Linked DNA regions of Mus musculus: region 1 is linked to region 2. Evidence: chromatin contacts called from public Hi-C data. All regions are on one chromosome and are shown on one strand. Each heading gives the region's core, a stretch centred on a gene start, on an enhancer-like site or on the middle of the called end of the contact. The rest is flanking DNA. Distances are from core to core; before and after follow the strand shown.

Region 1 (2,770 bases), core at 136-2,635, 130 kb before region 2:
ATCAAGCCTTGTCTCTTATGGTGCTATGTAGGTATCCACACAAGGCAACCATGACAGAGGGACAAAAGAGGCCTAGCTATTTGCCTTCAGCTCTTCGAAGTTCACTAAACCCATTTGTGAGGGCTCTGCCCTCAAGACTACATCACCCCCTAAAGTCCCTAGGACTGCTATGTTGGGGATTAAGTTCCCATCTTGGAAAGGTCACAATCATCAAAACACAGTGTCACTGTCCTTTATATGTCTTTCCTTTTCAACAACGGGAGAAGACGATGAGGACCAGCCTCTCAGAGTCAGATTCAGGTCCTCAACACCAGTCAGGTTTGGTCTGAAGGAACACCACAGAGAGTCTCTAGTTGGCCCTGCTTCATCTAGTCATATCTCCTGAACCAAGCTCTACCCAACGGGGTGAGATGCCAGTGCACCAGTCCTTCGTTCAGGAGAGTAAGTGATCTGTTGTCTGACGTGAAGAAGGGTGTCGGGCAGAATAGTAGTGAGCCTGGCTACACCCATGGTCCTACCACAGAGGATAAAAAGCAAGTAACACAACCAAAGTCATACAAACTGGAAGTGCGTCTCTGGCCCTGGAGCCCTGATCATCTATCTAACTGCAATCTGTGCCACTTCTAATGCTCTAAATTGCTAGTTTATACTATTTACATAGTGTATGCGCGCATGCATATGGAGGTGAGGACACGCTGTGGAGCCCTTCCTCCATGTGGGCTCCAGGGTCGGGCCTCGGGTTGTGAGGTTAGGCAGACAGCACCTTTACCAGGTCAACCATCTCCTTGGCCCTGAATCTCTCTTTTAAAGGATTGTCTGGGTCAGGGATGTAATTCATTTGCTGTCCTCAGAGAGGACATGGATTAGATGACTGCACAGCAGGTCATGAGCTGGATCCTCACAAGAGCCACTCCATCCTCCTGTTTAATCCGTTCCATATGCCCTCACTGGGTACTACTATCTAGTACGTGCCTGACACTCATTCCGCTTACACTACTGCTCCTTGTCTGTGAGCCCTAAACCGAACAAACCCCCTGATCCCCATGGTAACCTACAAAAAAGGAAATTAGCATAATAAATTCACATAATCCCCAATTAAAACTGACCATCAGTGACTGGTTTCGTTTGACTGGCTATAGGGGGAGACAGGCAAATAGCTTTTCTTACAGACATGCTAATCACTAACATATACATGATAGAAATAACAGATGCCACAAACCCCAAAATATTTTTTGGCATAAAAAACAAACCATATAGCTTGTAAGGGTTTCACTGCCAAAAGGTTTGTCTCTAATTTGCCATGCAGAGTCATTGGCATTGGACCATAGCCACAGTTACAATGTAAAGAAGGACGTCAGACAGCCACGAAGGGAGGCTGGTGGCAAGCGGGGGGGGGGGGGGGGGGAGGGAGCAGGCAGCAGATGGAGGGTACCTTACAGAAAGGAGGTTAACAAATATCTTACAGAAGCTAAATTTAGGCCTTGAACACAGCTACACAAACAGTTGCCTTATATTCTCACTCTATGGCTGCTCCCTGCTTTTAAACCCCTCAAAGCACGACTTAACACCAGCCACAGCAGACCATACAACTTCAAAGGCACAAGTAGAAATTCCTTTGCTTCCCCAACATTACTTCCTTGAGAGCGCTTCTGGATAGAAGAGATAACACAGCCCAGCTTTGATTAGGGGTCTCTGCCAACTTGCTGTATTAAAGTAGCACAGGCTAGGGGCTCTTATCTTTGCTTTCAGTCATGGGGTGTTCCTTGTACACAGAGCTTCAGGCAAAGCAGAGATACAGCAAAAAGTCCCTGGTCCCCTTGTCAGCCGTCAGAGTGTCTATTTGCACACCGCTGACCTTAGGTAGAATACCTAATGGTTCTTGATTTCTTGGTTCATTTGCAGACATACTATGTGCTATGAGGCATCCTGGGAGCATCTATGATTATTTATAGGGCTATACCAAGCTCCTTGGATTATATCTGAAATGAAAACAAGCATAAGTGCTTTGCCGCCTTAAGGAACTCCCTCCACCAACCCAGGCCCTACATCTGTAATAAGCTGTGCAAGTTGGGGGGGGGGGGGGCTCAAGAGACTGCTATCATGATGACCCCATTTAAGGTCAGAATGACATCTGGTGGCAGTTCCTTGACTGGACCTACCTCTCACACCCCTAGCAATGGGGGGGGGGGGTGTCTGTGTGAGTTATGCATCTGCAGAGAAAAGAAACAAGGATGCATGAGAGAATAGGACCAGATATGACAGTGGACGAGACTCTCAGTCAAGGCCTTGCCTCAGAGGTCCTTGATACAGGACATGTGTTTCTAAGCCCCCTCCCCTCCCCAGAAAAGGGCAGTGGACGGTCTGAGTGGGTTCTGTCTTCTCTCCCCGGAAACAACTGTTCAACCCAGGAGCAGACACCTCTGTGTAAGTCATTTCCTCCTCTCAAGTGCCTGCTTCTCTTTCACTGATAATTACATTTGAGGTTACTACAGAAGTTGGCTGGTGTAACTAAACCTCAGGGTCCTCTAAAAACAGGGTAGCATCATTTTTATCTCATTAAGGCACAGATCTGAGGACTTCCTGAGATGATGAAGTTAAGGACTTGGTCCTCTGCTTCCAGTCACGGCAGATTATTTTTGCAGTAATACGTGCATGCAAAGAATCATTTCCTAAACGCATTACAGCCAGCATGGAAATGACAGGTTACAAACGTTACTGTTAAGGATCAATTTAGAGCAGTATGCCAGACTCCAGTGAATCATTTCATCAC
Region 2 (2,700 bases), core at 133-2,632:
ATTAGCTGCTTCCCTACCAGGCCAATTTGCCTTCCCAACTTACTTCCTCTTGTTACATATTTACAATCAACACGTTTGCCAAGAACTGTGCTGTATTTTTACCCAGCTAAGATGTTTGCAGGCTACAGTTAAAGACGCATGCTTAATTTCTGTGGTGCTGAATGAGATGAGAAGATTAATAAAACTCTGAATGCTAAAATTGATCATCTAAATTCATACAAGCAAACGTAATGCCAAACAACGCAAACAGCACATCACTCATGAGTGTAAGTGCCACCAAAATACAGCGATAACAGCTGGTGCAATTAAACAGGCATCGGAACTCTGTCTCACAAAGGGTCTCAGCCAGGAAGCTACACAGGCGGACTCCACCACCACTTTATGGAAATGGGCAGTTCCACTGGTCTTTAAATGCCTGTGAGTATGAAGATTTAAAACGACACTGCTTATGCTGGCTGCATGAAAGGCAGTACATAGAAGACAGGCAGCCCCAACCAATGCTACCGCACCCCAGAGGTGGGAAACTAAGCTCTTGTGGTAAACTAGAGAACTAAGACTGAACTACTGCACACTCATATTTCTGATGGATCAGAGGTAAAAATAATTAATGCATTAAAATACTAGAAATGCAACAGGTCATTATTATCTCTAAATAGGATACTGCTTTCTAAATAAGCCTGAGGACAATCAATTACTAAGTCTGATAGCTTGAGTGTTAGGTACAAAGAAAAAAAAAGGAAAAACAAAAACAAAAGTTGAAGTCAAACTATGAATAATGAACATCCATACTTAGTAACATGTGTAGCAAAGAGTTCCTTCCCAGAGCAACAATTCTTACAGTTTGATCAGAAAAAAACATGCTATAGAAATTAAATGTGGGTTCTACAGGCTATTCAGATAAGAACACTAGCAAGTGACTTTCCAGAAGATACCCAGACTCACAACTAAAAAAAAGAAAAAAGAAAAGAAGAGGAAAGAAAAGAAAAGAAAAGAAAAGAAAAGAAAAGAAAAGAAAAGAAAAGAGAAGAAAAGAAAAGGAAAGAAAAGTGTTTACAGTTATCCAGCCAGCAAAGACCAAAGTTAAAATATACAGAGATCTGCCCAAATAAGCCAGGCTTGCATTTCTAACACATAGGAGGTAGAAGCAGGAAGGCCAGCAATGTGGGAAGTTTGAGGCCAGCCTTAACTATACAAGACTCATCTCAAAAGCCAAAAGTAAACATTAGAAACTACAGTACTCTATCTAGAGAGAAAGTGAAAAGGGCCTTGGGAACTTCCTTTTCCAGTGCCAGTGACCGAACCTGGGGCCCTGAGCCCTCCACCACAAAGCTAACATAGGCACACATCCAGATGTCTGTTGGTCTGTGTGTCTGTGTTTGTCTGTCTGTTTTTTGAGATAGGGTTTCACACACCTTATGCTGGCCTTGGAGTTAATCAAGATATATAACCCAGACTGTCCTCAAACTCCAAATGCTAAAAAACTGAATCCTGATCTGTTCTCATCATTTTACTGAGACTTAAATCACAAGAGCTTGACTATATTAAGATGTGGAGGAAGAACACCCCCGGCTTGGGGGGCCAGCTAGCGCAGGGGTGCAATGAACATATTTTATTCTAGACAGAGAAGGGCGGGTCAGCTTCTGGAGTTCGGCATTACATTCTTGTGTATGAAAGCACTCATCTTTTGAGATCAGCACTAACGAAATATAAATTAGTCGCCCTCTGTGGAACTCCATTTGGCAAGAAGCATCAAAATTGGAACCATACATACTCTTTGACACATTAATTAAACTTCTGGGAATTCCTACTACAAGATCCATGTGGGAAAGGCCAACCTAAAGAGCATCGAGTATGTAGGACTGTCTGTAAAGGCAAAGACTGTGGGAAGTGTGGATGTCCATCAGCAATGGGTGGTTAAACAAGAGATCGTCTGTGTAATGAAATACTGAATAGCCAGGAAGAGGAACCCAACAGATCTGTCTGAGTTAATCCTCAAAACATCGAGTGAGAAACACAGGGCACGGAAGCTTCCACGCTGCTGTTTATTTAAAAGGAGATCTAGAATCGAGCAGGTGCATTTGCACACACTTAAAATATCACTCAAGAGGCAACTGGAAACTGGTGATGGTGGCCCCACAAGAAGGAAGGCTGGAGATCTAGAGTAAAAATAATCATTGTTAGTATTTTTATTTTATGCTATACATGTTCTGCCTGCATACCTCTCTATGCACCACTTCAGGGACGTCAGAAGACAGCATCAGAACCCCTGGGACTAGAGTTACAGATGGCTATGCCAGGCAGAAGCCAAGTCCTCTGGAAGAGCAGCCAATGCTCTTAACAACTTAACCATCTCTCCAGCACCAAGAACTTAATTTTTTTTTATTGAGCATACTTTCATGTTGTCTCAAATGTTTAGCTTTTAGTGGTTTGTGTTATATAAAGGAATACTCCTTTCCCATTACTGTCAGACTTACAAGGTTATGAAGCAAAAGACTTTTCTTTTAAAGTGGTTGTTTTCTTAGTCTTTGAAGATGGTTCCATGGGTCAAAGGGGCTTACCACCCAAGTGTGAGGGCCTGTGTTAGATGGCCAGAACCAAAATACAGCAGGATAAGATCGGTCTGAAATACCAGTCTCCTGAGGCAGGACAGGAAGCAGAGACAGGGGGAACACTGGGACTTCACAGACCAACTAACCTGAG

Evidence for each region. Hi-C and Micro-C count contacts between places; a contact is called where the count stands out from the background.
Region 1: a Hi-C map of the G1E-ER4 cell line shows a contact between it and region 2, with 3 times the contacts expected there. The contact joins two enhancer-like sites. A contact is called at or near these places in 1 of 15 datasets of contacts at CTCF or cohesin (the NIH/3T3 cell line), 24 of 484 Hi-C or Micro-C datasets (the G1E-ER4 cell line, Sertoli cells, brain and 17 more) and 3 of 115 datasets of contacts at active chromatin or transcription factors (embryonic basal ganglia, embryonic forebrain and pancreatic cancer cells).

What each region holds. Positions count from the first base shown.
Region 1 is chr3:69,468,531-69,471,300 of GRCm38.p6, reverse strand. The region is part of intron 1 of Ppm1l (protein phosphatase 1 (formerly 2C)-like); the gene reads right to left. Among named protein-coding and RNA genes, the nearest start is that of Gm52607, 7.8 kb to the right of the region's middle. Within about 2 kb of position 1,385, at least 50 of the 459 cell types and tissues checked have an H3K27ac peak or open chromatin away from gene starts, as enhancers often do. A contact at or near this core is called in the G1E-ER4 cell line and cortical neurons, where this site is marked.
Region 2 is chr3:69,339,348-69,342,047 of GRCm38.p6, reverse strand. All of the region lies in intron 1 of Ppm1l (protein phosphatase 1 (formerly 2C)-like), which reads right to left. Among named protein-coding and RNA genes, the nearest start is that of Ppm1l, 24 kb to the right of the region's middle. Within about 2 kb of position 1,382, at least 14 of the 459 cell types and tissues checked have an H3K27ac peak or open chromatin away from gene starts, as enhancers often do. A contact at or near this core is called in the G1E-ER4 cell line and cortical neurons, where this site is marked.